Regions from separate parts of the Zea mays genome. Here region 2 is linked to region 1. The links are chromatin contacts, called in public Hi-C maps. All regions are on one chromosome and are shown on one strand. Each heading gives the region's core, a stretch centred on a gene start, on an enhancer-like site or on the middle of the called end of the contact. The rest is flanking DNA. Distances are from core to core; before and after follow the strand shown. Region 1 holds the start of LOC100276570. Region 2 holds the start of LOC103641750 (probable WRKY transcription factor 34).

Region 1 (7,043 bases), core at 3,106-5,605:
AAATTAATTCTTATTGAACATTTATAAGTCATAAGAAGTAAAATAAATTCCTTAATGATTGTAGCTCACAAAAGTAGTCTAGTTTGCTAATTATGACCATTCTAATATAATTTTGTATTGAATATGCAAAGATGTTGTAATTAACTACTATTCTAGACTTCTAGTTCCCATTGCGCAAATATGTAAAATCTTGGTCCTGCAAGCAAGAAAATAACAACCTGCAGGAAGTATCCCTCCATCAATAATGCTAGCCCAATCTACAGAGACATGAAAGTAAATATAGGACCACTTGAATCTAAAACCTACATTCTTACATCCTCTAATATCAAGAACCGTAGGCATTCATACCTTCTTGCAGGGCAACACAGGAACATGTGGTTGTAGAAGCTCTATACAATGAGGCGTAACAACATGGTACATCGTGTGGAGGCAACAAAATGGTGACCTGCAACATGTGGAGGCGGTGGTGTAGTGACCTACAACGGAGCGACATCGTGCGGGTGGCCGCAACAACGTCTGGCAGCTCGAGCACGAGCTTGAGGACTTGTTGGTGCCTCATCGGCAGAGGCATCTTAGACTGTTATCTAGGGGTCGTTGCCTAGCATCTTCGACTCGTTGGTGATGTGGTGGCTCGGTCTGCTCCCAAGGTTGCAAACGCAAAGTCACCCCATGAGGCAGACCTAAATTACAACACAAATAACGAGTCAAATAAAAGTATTACAACAAAATAATGCTCAATTGTGTGTCATAGTGGTGATATAATTGACTTAATAATCGATAGATGCAAGGTTCAATTCCTGTGGCATATATTTTTTCTTGTATTTCTTATTGTTACTCAAACCATATGACACATAGACCAATTTAATGTTACTAGAGCCTTTTCCTTGTTTTTTTATCTCAGTTTGGCATATTTTTTCTTCTATTTTTCAATCTTTAATTTTACCATGTAGTTCTTTTTATTTCACTCACCCCGATGTATCTCTCCAATATTTTCCTTTAGTTTCACTTAACCAGTGAATGAACCATATGATACATGGATCCATTTAATGTTTGTAGAGCCTAATAAAAACATAGGAAAAACTTATGACAAATAAATTTGTCATAACTTTATGACTTTTTCTTTATGACATGTTATGACACGAACATGTTCGTCACTACATGTTAGCAGGCTACTTCATGACACTTTTTAGTGGTCTTTAGTGACGGGACAAAATTTGTCACTAAAAACCCTAACTTACATAACATCACTAACAGGGTGACATAACAACAAACAACTCTTTTGTCACCATAAATTAGTCATAGATGTCTTGTAGTGCACATGAAAAGAAGATAACAAATACAATAAAAGGGGGCAAACATGGCTATGAGAAGAACAATACAATGGGAAACTCACACTAGACATGAGTGGGGTTTATCAAAAGAGAGCTTAAGTGAGGAGGATGAGATAGTTGCTATCATTGTCATTCATAAGTCATCCACCACACCAAGGCTCTTCAACATGTTCGATGATGATGATTGCCCCTCACATTTGTATCATGGCAAATGGCGAGATGTTAAACCCAACCAAAATCCAAACCTCCTCCTAGTGATATATCTAGTGATGAAGAAATTAATCAAATAATTAAAAATTTGGATAAAAGACCAAGTTTTTCATCACTAAGCTAATATGGGAATTAGGGAGAGTACAAGATGAGCTAGAATCTACAAAGGACATTCTTATTGAACAAGAAGACCTTTATATTGCTAACAAGAAAGGTATTGCATTGGAGAGAAGTGAGGTGAACACATTGCACAAGGCTTTGGCCAAAGATCAAGAATCCCATGTTATCATAAAGAAAAAAACATATTCCCTTAAGCAAAAGTATTATGACTTAGATGGAAAGTATAAAGAGTGTGAGGAACAATATAGTATTATTTGCAATAACAATTCACATCTCCCCAAGGCAAAAGATTCTTTTACCCCTTCCATTAGCCAAGGTTGTGAAAAATGTTGCAATATTTATTTAAAAGTTTATACCACTAACCTAGCAAATATAGAAGCTGAGAAAGGAAATTGATATGCTAAACAAAACCATAAAAATGGGATGCATGGATTGAAAGCCTCAAAATAATGGCAGGAAGGTGGAATAACCAAAAGACTGCAATATAAGAATGGGAGGCATCCATCTCAACGATGAAATTGGGCACAGAGAAGGTACCAAGGCCAATGGAAGGAAGCTAGTACATGGTATTGAATGTGTAAAGTTTGAAAGAAGGGCTATATTGTTACAAATACAACATCTTAGAAGGGGTTTTGCATTATTCTAGTCTATGTTGATGATCTAAATATCATAGGATGTGCAGAGAATATTGAGGAGGAAATCATCTGCCTCAAGATAAAGTTTTAAATAAAAGACTAAGGGAATATCAAGTTCTATCTAGGCCTGCAAATACAAGGTCTCCTAAAGAAATTTGAGTACAATAGTCAACCTATTTGAAAAAGGTTCTTAAGAAATTTAACATGACAAAGGCACACCCTTTAAAGACTCTGATGGTTGTATGGTCCCTTTAAAGGATAAAAACCCCATTTAGTTCAAAGGCAATTGTGAGGAAACTTTGGGACTAGCCGTCTTGTATATTAGTGCTATTGGAACACTGATGTATCTTGCAAATTGCACTAGACTTGATATTACATTTATAGTAAATTTGCTAGCACGCCATAGTGCAAAACCAACCCAAAGACAATAGGTCAATGTTAAGACAATACTAAGATACCTCAAAAGCACTCAAGATCTTGGCATGAATTTTCTAAAGAATTAGTACCAAAGCATCATGGCTATGAGTAGGTCAGATATCAATCCAATCCCTACACCAGATCTTAGGTTGATTTTATGTTTCTCTTTGGTGGCATTATGTTTTATGTAAATCGAGAAAACAGACCTTAGTAACTATATCTACTAGCTACTTAGATATCCTAGCACTTTATGAAACCACATGGGAATATGACTAGCTATGGCATATGATTGGTTATATCTAAAAGTCATGTGATTTCAAAATCATTGAAAATTCCATCATTATGTGAGGATAATGCAGCATGTGTTGCACAAATGCAAATGAGCTATATCAAAAGTAATATGATAAAACATATAACTCTTGATAGTTTTTATCCTCATGAACACTAGAAGCAGGGTGAGATGATTATTGTGAAAGTTAAATCTTGTGACAATCTGTATGGTTTATTCACTAAATTCTTACCAGCAACAATGTTTAGAAAATATGTAGCAGTATTGGTATGAGGCATATGAGCCTGTTCGCTTGGCTTTAATCCGTACCAGTTTCTACTGCTTCTACAATGTTTTTATCTTTGTGAATTTGTAACTTCAACAGTCCAAACAGTCGACTTTAATTCGAAGCGAACAACACAACCGTTGTTCGGTTTGCTTGCTTGATGTGTTGTTTTCTATTGTTTCTAAAATATATTGAGCCTTAGGATAGCGACAGCAGCAGCACAAGCGGCTTTAAGCCCAAGCGATTAAGGATGTATTTGGTTGGACGTATAAGAAGGGATGGAAGTGGGTGGCCACATTTTCTATAGTGTTTGGATGAGAGTCACACGAGAACAAGGTTAACACGAAAGCAATTGTTGGTGGCGGCGTGATCCAAAAAATCGAGTGAACGATGTCGCCCCCGCCTCATACTAATTTGATCTCAAACCAAACACATCCGAAGGAGATACTTCTAATCACAAGCCTAAGTTTGGGTCCAAAAGATCTTAATTTTTAAATCTTGAAGATTGCTGTATCACGAAGACTTTGTACTATTTTCTCATCACGAGTTTTTGTGAAGTTTCTCATGGATGTTTTTTAACAAGGCAATAAGTGTAATATATTTGACGACACAATGCATTTTTTTCTATTTTTCTATTGGGGTTTTGAATTTTTTTATGAGACATGGGTTTGTCACGGTATTACGAGGAGTGAGTGCTCAGAAACCTTAAAAGGTTGGCTTACTTCTTTGATGAGGCTATATATATGGATTCATGCTCTCTTATAATAAAATATATTATAAATCTTTCTATATATTTATTTTCTATGTATTTTCTTTATCGTGTTGCATGATAAAAAAAACGAGATCCCTGTATCTTCACACGTGCTGATTTCTTCTAAAAAGAAAGATGTGGGATCAAAGATCCTGTGTATAACAGTTCGTTGCAATTCCAACTTCGCAAGGCCCATAAGCGGCCCACAACCTTCCTTTTTCTCGGAGATTGCGGTCTACAATGGGCCCGAACCCAACAAAATTTGGGACGGAATCCGCATTCCCGGGCCCGGAGTCATCGCGTTCGTTAACTAATCTCTCTTCTTCCTTGACGAACACCCTTTCCTTCCTCGGCTTCGTTTCGTGCTTTCCTCAACCTCCCCACTTCCGTGGCGCGCAGTTTGTCCGCTGCTTCACGGAAATTCCTACGGGACCTGTATATATTCGCTGCGCAGGCGGCCCCGCCTCCGGCCGTTGTTGTCTCCGCTCACCCCGCCAGTATCCCGGCGTCCCAATTCCAGGAACTTTCGTCGCGTCAGGTGCGTGATTTCTCCATCGCTCTAGGTTGGTCCGATTTATTTCGGAATTTCCTGTGAAATTTCTGGTTTGTTGTGACCGAGAGCGACGTCCTGTAGTGTAGTTCCTTGGAATTCTGTTTGGCCGAATGCTTAGGAGGATTGTTGGAGTGTGAATCAAGGCCAGGAAACTATAAAATTGTATGCGTTTGGGTAGGATGAAACATAGAACCGAACCCGGGGAGCCTGATTTCAGGAGCCCAGCCGCCTTCACAATCGGGTTTCCTTGTCTTTCAGCACATAGGGTTTAGACAAAAAAAGGGTGAAATTAGCATGCCTAAATTGGAGTTCACAATCAGGGCAGAAAATTTAGGCCAGTATCCTCGAGAGCCTCCTCGCGATTCTGATATGCATTGGGGCGAGGTACCTCAATTTGGAGATGCAAATAAGTTAGCCGATTTGCGCCTCAAGGACATTACAATAGCCGACTTTGATATTGGCGTTAGGACAGAGAATCCTGTGCGATCCCCTCCAAAGTTGCCTTTCGATAAGAAGGCAGTGGTGGTGCCCAAGTTGGCCCTCCCCTGGCTAGGACCACTAGATAAGTTGTTTGTAGAGACGTCACCAAGGAAGCTGTGCAGATTAAGGAGGTGGAGAAGAGTAAGGAGGCAGTCGCCTGACAATCCGTTGCAGCTCAACATCAATTATTTGGTGCTAGCGACGGGCTATTCACTAGGCATAATTGGGATGAAGACTGTTGGAGATTGTAATAGGAAAAGAGTTTGGGTGAAGGATTTTGGTTTTGCAGGAAAAGGGTGCAAGGCACAAAGAAGGGCTGTTAGGGACAGGAGACATGCTTCCTTTGCCGAATCTTACTTGATAGCATCTGATGCAGGTGATGCTTTTAGCAACTACAAGCATAGAACAATGTTGATGCACTATGATGTGGATAGAAGTGAGGACCGGCAAAGTGAGGAGGTTCAGTCAGCATACAGAAGGGACAGTGACATTGGTGAGGAAATGATAATAAGTAGCGAAGAGCAAAATGATGAAAATGAATGGAGCTGGGTGAATCAAGATAGAGATGGTGGTCCTCTTGCTGAATCGGTTTCTTCACTTCATATGACACAGCAAGTCCTTGAAAATGGTAAACATCTTATATTTCTTCATGTTTCTTATGCACTTCTTTTTAAGTTGCTTTTGTGCCTTCTCACACTTTAAACTTCAACCATCTTAGATTTTTTTTGTGGCTTGTTTAATACTGTGACTTAATTAAGTAACACAGTACAGGCACTGTATTTTTCCGGTACTTCGAAAGTTGGAATTTCATGGTGTTCCAGGTTTGCTTGCTGAAGTAAATTTCTACACAGCACTCTCTTTTTAAATCTGTTGCTTTTTCCAAACATATCTGTGCTGACTTTGCTCGTGCACCACGTTTATTTACTAAATAGGTTGTTTTCTTCATTTATATGTTATGGTAGTTTTCTACACCTCCTCCTGAATAATGTACGAGTAATTGTGTCTTGTTCAGTGCCGCATTATGCAGCACTTGGCAAAGTATGCCTAAGGTCATGGCTATCACTTCCTGCCTTCCCTTTTCTATTTTTTTTTTCAATCCGTAGACCCATACAATGATCAATTCTGATAGTATGCAGTATGCTTTCCACATCAGTAACAGATTTGCTCTCACTTCATTTTGGAAAGAAAAGTAATGGTTTGTTTATTCACAATATAGTATAAGGGACAAGTGTGCACTTCTGGAGTATTTGGACACTTTGGCTAGTTCTAGTTGTAATGGATCACATAACTCTAGTGGTTCTTGGTTATAACAAAGCTGTGCTATCCTATTTATTATTGAGTTATTCTTTCCATAGATACCACTTGATTACCGTTATTTTTTTTTAAAATTATTTAGTCTTTAAGCTCTAGTTTATGTTTGTATTAACCACCTCTGGGTTTTTTGTGCTGCTCAGAGATACAAAAATTATCAGAACTTGGCAAAGAACTTGAGGCGGAGGAATCCACTTCTGGTAACAAAGACCAAGATGTGATCGTTTTGCCGTATGCAGAGGTCGATATGTTGAAATTGAATGAGAAGATGGAGCATCTTGAACAAAAAGTGAAAGAAGTGTCAAACACCATCAGAGAGAAAGACTTAAGGCTTTCCAAGCTTCAAATACTGATCGGTACTGCAGATAGGGCAACGGTGGAGGAGGCAGCAGCTAGCATCGACCAGCTAGAGACAGAGTTCGAGCACCATCTCCAGGAGATACTGGAAGCTGAAATCCAGTATCTGGTGATGATGAAAGCGAGGCAGAACTGGCAGGTCCGGGCAGAAGACCAGATGGCCTTGGAGGAGCACAGGGCGTCTGCTGCCGGGGACAACACCAGGATGCTGCTCAAGCTACGAGAGACGGAGAGCAAGATCGTGATGTTGAAAGAGCAGGTGGACAAGCTGGAGGTCCGGGAGAAGGATCTCTACCGGACGACCGAGGTCCTGAAGATGCAGAG
Region 2 (7,230 bases), core at 3,859-6,358, 270 kb before region 1:
AACGAGGTCGTTTGGCGGGTTGAGGCCGAGTCGAAATGACGCAAGATGGGAGTTAGTCGGTACCTTTTGGTTGACGAGGAGCGACGTAGTCACATCGGGGACTGGTTGCACCGTCATCTCAGGTACGAGGGCGACGTCCTGCAGGCTTTCCGCGAGCGCGCCGGCGTCGTCTTCTTGCTCGGGGTCAGCGTGTCGCGGGGGGACGGCGCTTGCCTCCGTCTTGAACGCGAGGTCGACGTCCGGCGTGCCTTTCGTCGGGGCGTCGGGGGCGTCGATTCGCTCGATGGCCAACGAAGCGCGGCCTCCCGCCTGGCCTTGATGGCCCTGCCTCCTCCTCCGTTGGCGGGGGAGAGAACGGAGCGAGCCCGAATGTTGCTCTTCCACCACGCGGGGAAGATGTCGTCGATTCCGCCGCCGGCGGGCGGGTTGTCGGCCGCCATTGTCGTCGTCGCGCGGCGGTGGAAGAAGTATCATGTCGTAGCTGCCGTCGAAGGACATGAACTCAAGAGTCCCGAAACGAAGCACCGTCCCGGGCCGGAGAGGTTGCTGGAGACTGCCCATCTAGAGCTTGACGGGGAGCTGTTCGTCAGCACGCAGCAGGCCCCTACCTGGCGCGCCAACTGTCGGCGTTTCGAGACAGGGGGGTCCCTAAGCCGACGAGTGAGTGTGCTGCGTGCCCCAGCCCAGATGGGTCGAGCGCGTGGGCGAGCGTGAAGGGGGGAGAGGCGAGGTGGCCGGAGTCGAGCGTGAGAGAGGTGGAAGTCCCGCGGCCTTCGTGTTCGTCCCGCGCCCAGGTCAGGTGCGCTTGCAGTAGGGGGGTTACAAGCGTCCACGCGGGTGAGGGAAGCGAGCGGCCCCAAGAGAGCGCCTGTCCCGTCCTCGGTCCCGCGCGGCCAACCTTCTCTAAGAAGGCCCTGGTCCTCCCTTTTATAGTCATAAGGAGAGGATCCAGGTGTACAATGGGGGGTGTAGCAGAGTGCTACGTGTCTAGCGGAGAGAGAGCTAGCGCCCTAGGTACATGCCAATGTGGCAGCCGGAGAGATCTTGGCACCTTGCTGGCGTGATGTCGTGGCTGTCGGAGGTGCGTCGGAGCTTGGCGGAGGGACAGCTGTTGGAGCGGTCGAGTCCCTGCTGACGTCGTCCTGCTTCCGTAAGAGAGCTGGGGGCCGCCATCGTCATAGAGTTTGTGGAGCGCCATTATTGCCCATCCGGCGGAGCTGGCCGGATGGGACGCCGGTCTTGTTCTCCGTGACCCGAGTCGATTCGGGGTAGGATGATGATGGCGCTTCCTGTTGACGTGGCGGGTCTGTGCCCTAGGCAGGGTGACGTGGGGGCTCCTCCGAAGCCGAGGTTGAGTCTGTCCTCTGTTGCCGAGGCCGAGCCCGAGCCATGGGGTCGGGCGAGGCGGAAGTCGTTCGGCCGAGGCCAGGGCGGAGTCCGAGCCCTGGGGTCGGGCGAAGCGGAGTTTCGTCGTCTTCCGGGTCTTAGCCCGAGTCCGAGCCCTGGGGTCGGGCGAAGCGGAGTTTCGTCGTCTTCCGGGTCTTAGCCCGAGTCCGAGCCCTGGGGTCGGGCGGAGCGGAGTTCGCCGTCTTCCGGGTCTTAGCCCGAGTCCGAGCCCTGGGGTCGGGCGGAGCGGAGTTCGCCGTCTTCCGGGTCTTAGCCCGAGTCCGAGCCCTGGGGTCGGGCGGAGCGGAGTTCGCCGTCTTCCGGGTCTTAGCCCGAGTCCGAGCCCTGGGGTCGGGCGGAGCGGAGTTCGCCGTGGCGCCTTTGGCAAGGCCTGACTGCCTGTCAGACTCACTCTGTCGAGTGGCACCGCAGTCGGAGTGGCGCAGGCGGCGCTGTCCTTCTGTCAGACTGGTCAGAGGAGCGGTGGAGTGACGGCGGTCACTTCGGCTCTGCCGGGGGGGCGCGTGTCAGGATAAAGGTGTCAGGCCACCTTTGCGTTAAATGCCCCTGCAATTTGGTCAGTCGGTGTGGCGATTTAGTCAAGGTTGCTTCTGAGCGAAGCCAAGGCCTCGGGCGAGCCGGTGATGTGTCCGCCGTAAAAAGGGGGGCCTCGGGCGAGACGGAAGTCTCTCGAGGTCGGCTGCCCTCGGCCGAGGCTAGGCTCGGGTGAAGCGTGATCGAGTCACTCGTGTGGACTGATCCCTGACTTAATCATACCCATCAGGCCTTTGCAGCTTTATGCTGATGGGGGTTACCAGCTGAGAATTAGGCGTCTTGAGGGTACCCCTAATTATGGTCCCCGATAAAACTGTTACTTTATAATAATAGATATTGTTAGATTTGATATAGATACGAGTCATATTTAATTTAATTTAGTTATTACAGTTATACTCTCTTCGTTTCTTTTTAGTTGTCGCTGGATAGTTCAATTTTGCACTATCCAGCGACAACTAAAACGAAACAGAGCGAGTATTATTATAAGTTTAGGTTTTTTTTATTTGGAGGGGGGTCGCGGCTCTCGAGACGCTTGACGTGTGGAGGCCCTATGTCACTGGAATGATTGGTAACTACTTCCTTCAATTCGTCATTTTTATATGTCATGATTTAGTTTAAATTAAATAGAAACTAAGGGACGACCAATATTTAAGAACGAAATTAGTAGTCTCACATGTACGTCTGATCTCGTCCCTCCTCCCCTGATTCCCTTGGAATGGAGGTGGGCTCTATGCCTCTCGTGACATGCAGCACCCGCGTGTCCCTTGGAACATCCGGAGACGGCAGAAGCTCCCCTTGTCTCTTGGGATATCCAAGATTCGTCTATGGCGGCTCTCAGTTCTTCTCATGACATCCGTTGACACCTTTCAAACGTTCGATGCCTTCTGTAGCTGTTGGGAGGCCGGGGCCCTCTAGGATCCATGGGACCTCCGTGGTCTTTGAGACACGAGGATCCTTAGGTCACCTCCAACAAATTCTCTATCTTGTCTCTTATCTTATTCTTATAACAAACTTCGCTCTTTAAATAGTGTTAAACAATGTTATCTATAGTTGTACGTCCTCTATTTTATACGATCCACCGAATACAGTCTTATACATTTTGCTCGGAGCTATCAAGGTTGTAGAGTCGTCTGGGCTGGTGTGGCGTACCGTGGTACCATCCGTGTCCGAGCTATCAAGGTTGTAGAGCCAACAATGCCTTGAACATTGGTGATAGAATTTGAAAACTAAATCAAATACAAAATTGCTTAAATTCTTACAAAGGACACGTACGAGACTACGAGAGCCTCTTTGCTTTATGGTGAGGATGTCGTACTCCTACATCAATCCCACCATCCCAGCCGGGCCTGTACTCGTCGGGAACAAGCCTATCAATTCATGTCTGCACCTCGTCGCGTACATAAAAAAGATCGAGAGGCCCGGCCCCGCGCGATCAGGTACCACCGCTCCATCATTTAATGTCCAATGCTCGCTAATCGTGTAATGTTTCGGCTTATATAACGATAAATTACCGTACCTTAACCTAATCTTTCTGGCTTTAATTTACCGTCATCGTACACCAGGAGTGACGTTACGGTTGAGATGTACTACTTGCGTTATTATTTTCATCTGACTCTTCATATCCTCCGATGAGCCAACGGTTACTCTATACCGCATCATCGTATCCAACGCTCCATATCCGATTCTCACGCTGTCGTAGCTTCGCGCCCATCTCTTTCTTTGTGAGGTTCAAACTCACAAATGTGCGTGAAACCAAAATTTGAAACTCTATGAATGAAGCAAGAATCATATGCCAGGCAAGTTGAGGAAAAGAAACGATTAGGCTTCAAGAGCTGTACACAAGCTACTAATGTATGAAACAAAAAGAAAAAGTCAACATAATCCCCTCATCTTTAGAGGTCTATTTCACCCCTCATCTTCAAAATCAGTTGAACTTTACAAAACCGAAAAAATAACCTTCTTGACGATTTTAGTGAGTTGTTTCGCTGATGTGATATTGTCACTGTGACACCAAATTTATCTTTTTTCAGTTATGTGATCTGGTAGTATCTAAATTTTATAAAATTTTACTTACAACTTGATAACCAGGCATTATTTTTCATTCTAATTTTTAAATAATTTTAGGAGTAGCAACTTAATTACTAAAAATAAAAAACTACATAAAAAGAGTTTAATATTTTTTTGTCCAAAAAATATTTCTTATCTTCTAATGCTAAAGTGGATTTTCTTCTCCTTAGTAACTAAATCAATTACACTTAGCAAATAGTAATGAAAAGATCCCAAAATTTTACATAGCCCTCCTATATGCTAAAATAATTTATACAAACATTTCTAGTTTTCTAAACACTTTAAATATAGACTCATTACTTACACAAATGTTTCTGTGAACATTACATGAGTCCATATTTAAAGTTCACATAAAATTACGAAAAAATTTGTGCAAGTTATTTTAGATGAGAGTAGGACTGTGTACAAACTGGACAACATTTATTATTGTTTGCTAAGTGTTTCTAAAAACAAATATAAAATTAATTTAGTTAGTTTTCATAATAGAGGCCACTTAAATTGCTTAATAAACCCAACCAAAATTTTAGTAGTTTAGTAATTATATTAGTTACTTATAATAAAATTTTTAGCCTCAAAAATATGTAAATTTTGAATACTTCTGAATCACAGAACTAAAATAGACAAAATCGGTGCTACAGTGGCAATGCCACATCAGTAAAACTGCTCAGAGATTGTTTGGTCACCTCACAACAAACTAATCTATAATTGATTATTTTTCTTTAGTAGCTATATGTACATTATAATATATTGCTTGCATACATCTAGATGAGATGTTTAATATGATCGTAATACTACTTTATCTTTATACTTTATATGATGATGTTTCTACTTAGATGGTCCCCTTTTATCTTGTATTTTAAATAAAATTTGAAAATAAAAATGAGAGAAAGGTTATTAGGATCAATCCCGTTCGTTTCATCTCTACCAACAACGGCAGAAAACAAGCTGCCGAATACGCCCGCATGCTCTAATCCAAACAAACAACAAACAACAAACCCAAAAGTTATATTTTTTAAGGAAAGAAATCCGAAGCAAATGCAGTTTGCGACAGGGATAAAACGATGTCCGTTTCTCTCTCCACACCCGCCCGTCTCGACTCTCGAGTCCCGAGGGATCCTTCCGCTCCACCATTCTCTTGGTCAAACCGCCCCTCCTCCTCCGCCCCTCACCCTGCTCTCTCTCTCTCTCGTTCTCAGCCTCTGTTCCAGTGTTCCTTCCTCCTCCACTCTTTATTATATTTTACTCTTCTCTCTCCAGCGTAAAAAACAAATCGTGCTGTGCGAACGATGAGAGAGAAAAGAGAGACGGAGGCAAGTAATGGCAGGAGGAACCTTCTTTTCCTGACTCCCTGTGGCTGCAGAGTGCCCATCATTTGTCCCTGATCCTTGTGCTTCGTTCCTGTTGCGCTTTCCTTGGGCCATCGGTAGACTGAGCCGTCGCGAAGCCTTCCCGTTCCCACAAGGGGTGTGGCGTGGAGCGAGCCTCGCCACCACTGGGCTCCTCCGGCGACCTCCTCCCTCCAGTCACAGGTTCGCGTTCCATCCCCATTCCCCCTCGGTGGCTCCGTCAATGAAATGAGCTCTCTGTTTCTCGGCCTGCCATTTGTCGCGACGCGAGGGGATTCGGTTGTATCCTATCGAGCCCCCTCGCGTGTTTTCTCGTTGTATGGCCCGAGTTTGTCTGTTCTTACGTGGACTGCTCCAGAAATTTTGGCACAGGATTTCCTATATTTCTTTCTAAATACAATGTCGTTCACTTCTGGGTCGTCAGTATCTTATTGAATATTTCTGTATTTTTTTCTTCTTTTCGTCACCCTTATGTTCTCTTCGAGGAGATGTTTTCGTCATTGTCATCTTAAGTCGATCTATCATTCTGAAGAGCTCTTGCGAAAGGCTGTTCCATGTTGTTTATGCGTATGCGCTTCGAGCTCCGAGCCACAGGAGAGTCCCCCACTCACAGGCAATCACGCAACGATTTGGATCCATGCCATTTCTTTTTCCTGGTCTTGAAGTGAATGGGATGGAACAGCCACGTTCCATTTTATTTGTTTTTATATTTATTCGTGGGGAGTGTGCCGGTCGCATCGACTTTAACATTTCGTGTTACACCACGGTTATTATGAGTTGTCGTTTACTCACATCGACACGGTTCCTGTTTTGGAATCAGCTCCACGGAGAATTTTGAGTTTGTGGGAAAAAAACTGATGATAATTGGACTGGGAATATAGTGTCTCTGATTAGAAGTATAAAAGTTGGTGTTCTTCCAGTTGGAGGAGATTGCCTGCCATCTCTGAGAAATCTCTGGTACTTGTTAGCGCTACCACTGAAATCCTTTTTCTTTTTTTTTTCCCTTCAAATAAACCTGTTGCAGGCTGTCCTGTACTCCCGTTTCACCTGTTTCGCTCTCCCGCGAGCTCTTGATGCATTTGGATCCTGGTGCTCAAGACTCCTGTGAACTTAACCGATTTCAATCCATCGTTTGCTTTTGTTTTGTTTCAACTGGAAAATGTTTCTCCTGATATCTGTTCATCAAAACAAATATCATATCACTACCGTTGTCAGATTCCCGTTGCCTTTGGATATTGTCCTTGTCTACCTCTGTAAATCTGAAGCTAATGTCCAGACAGAACATACATTGACTTAGTACTGAGACGTAACTATTTTTTCACCCCCATTAGGTTGAGCAATCCAAGCTGAGATGGAAGGCCATGTAGCAATGGGGTGGAAGGATCCTAATCCAGGCCAAGAATCTTCCATGGTCTTCCAATCCAGAGCTGTTCGGCCAGACACCGTAGAGGGGCACAGCAACGAGGACGTTGAAGCCGGATTTGAGAAGCATGGCTTGTCAGCCGCCTTAAACTCGCCTCAGCACGAAGGCCGATCACTGCCACTGACCCCACAGTTTGGCCAGAACTCCAGTCCTGGAAGCAGCCTCGCCGAGAGGATGCAGGCAAGAGCCGGATTCAAGGTGCCGAAGCTGAACATGCCTTTCAGCACGGTAGCTGGAGATGATAGTTCAGTGCCAGGAGCTCCATCGCCCTACCTCACGATCCCGCCTGGCTTGAGCCCAGCAACGCTGCTGGAGTCACCTGTCTTCATTTCGAATGCCCTGGTATGTGCTGTTCTTTTCTATAGGGCGTGAACACGTACCAGAATTACTATTTGCTTTCGCCTATGGATGCTGAATTGGCAGTTCAAGAATGCTTGCTTTATCGAACTTTTG

What was found. Hi-C and Micro-C count contacts between places; a contact is called where the count stands out from the background.
Region 2: a contact with region 1 is called in a Hi-C map of leaf, with 5 times the contacts expected there. The contact joins the promoter of LOC103641750 here to the promoter of LOC100276570 in region 1. A contact is called at or near these places in 4 of 25 Hi-C or Micro-C datasets (bundle sheath, endosperm, leaf and 1 more).

The regions. Positions count from the first base shown.
Region 1 is chr10:127,001,108-127,008,150 of Zm-B73-REFERENCE-NAM-5.0, reverse strand. It overlaps LOC100276570, which reads left to right and starts at 4,355. Exons shown (of 3, transcript NM_001150328.2): 1 at 4,355-4,556; 2 at 5,428-5,679; 3 at 6,506-7,043. The coding sequence starts at 5,460.
Region 2 is chr10:127,269,463-127,276,692 of Zm-B73-REFERENCE-NAM-5.0, reverse strand. LOC103641750 (probable WRKY transcription factor 34) reads left to right here and starts at 5,108. Exons shown (of 6, transcript XM_008665082.2): 1 at 5,108-5,537; 2 at 6,686-7,119. The coding sequence starts at 6,706.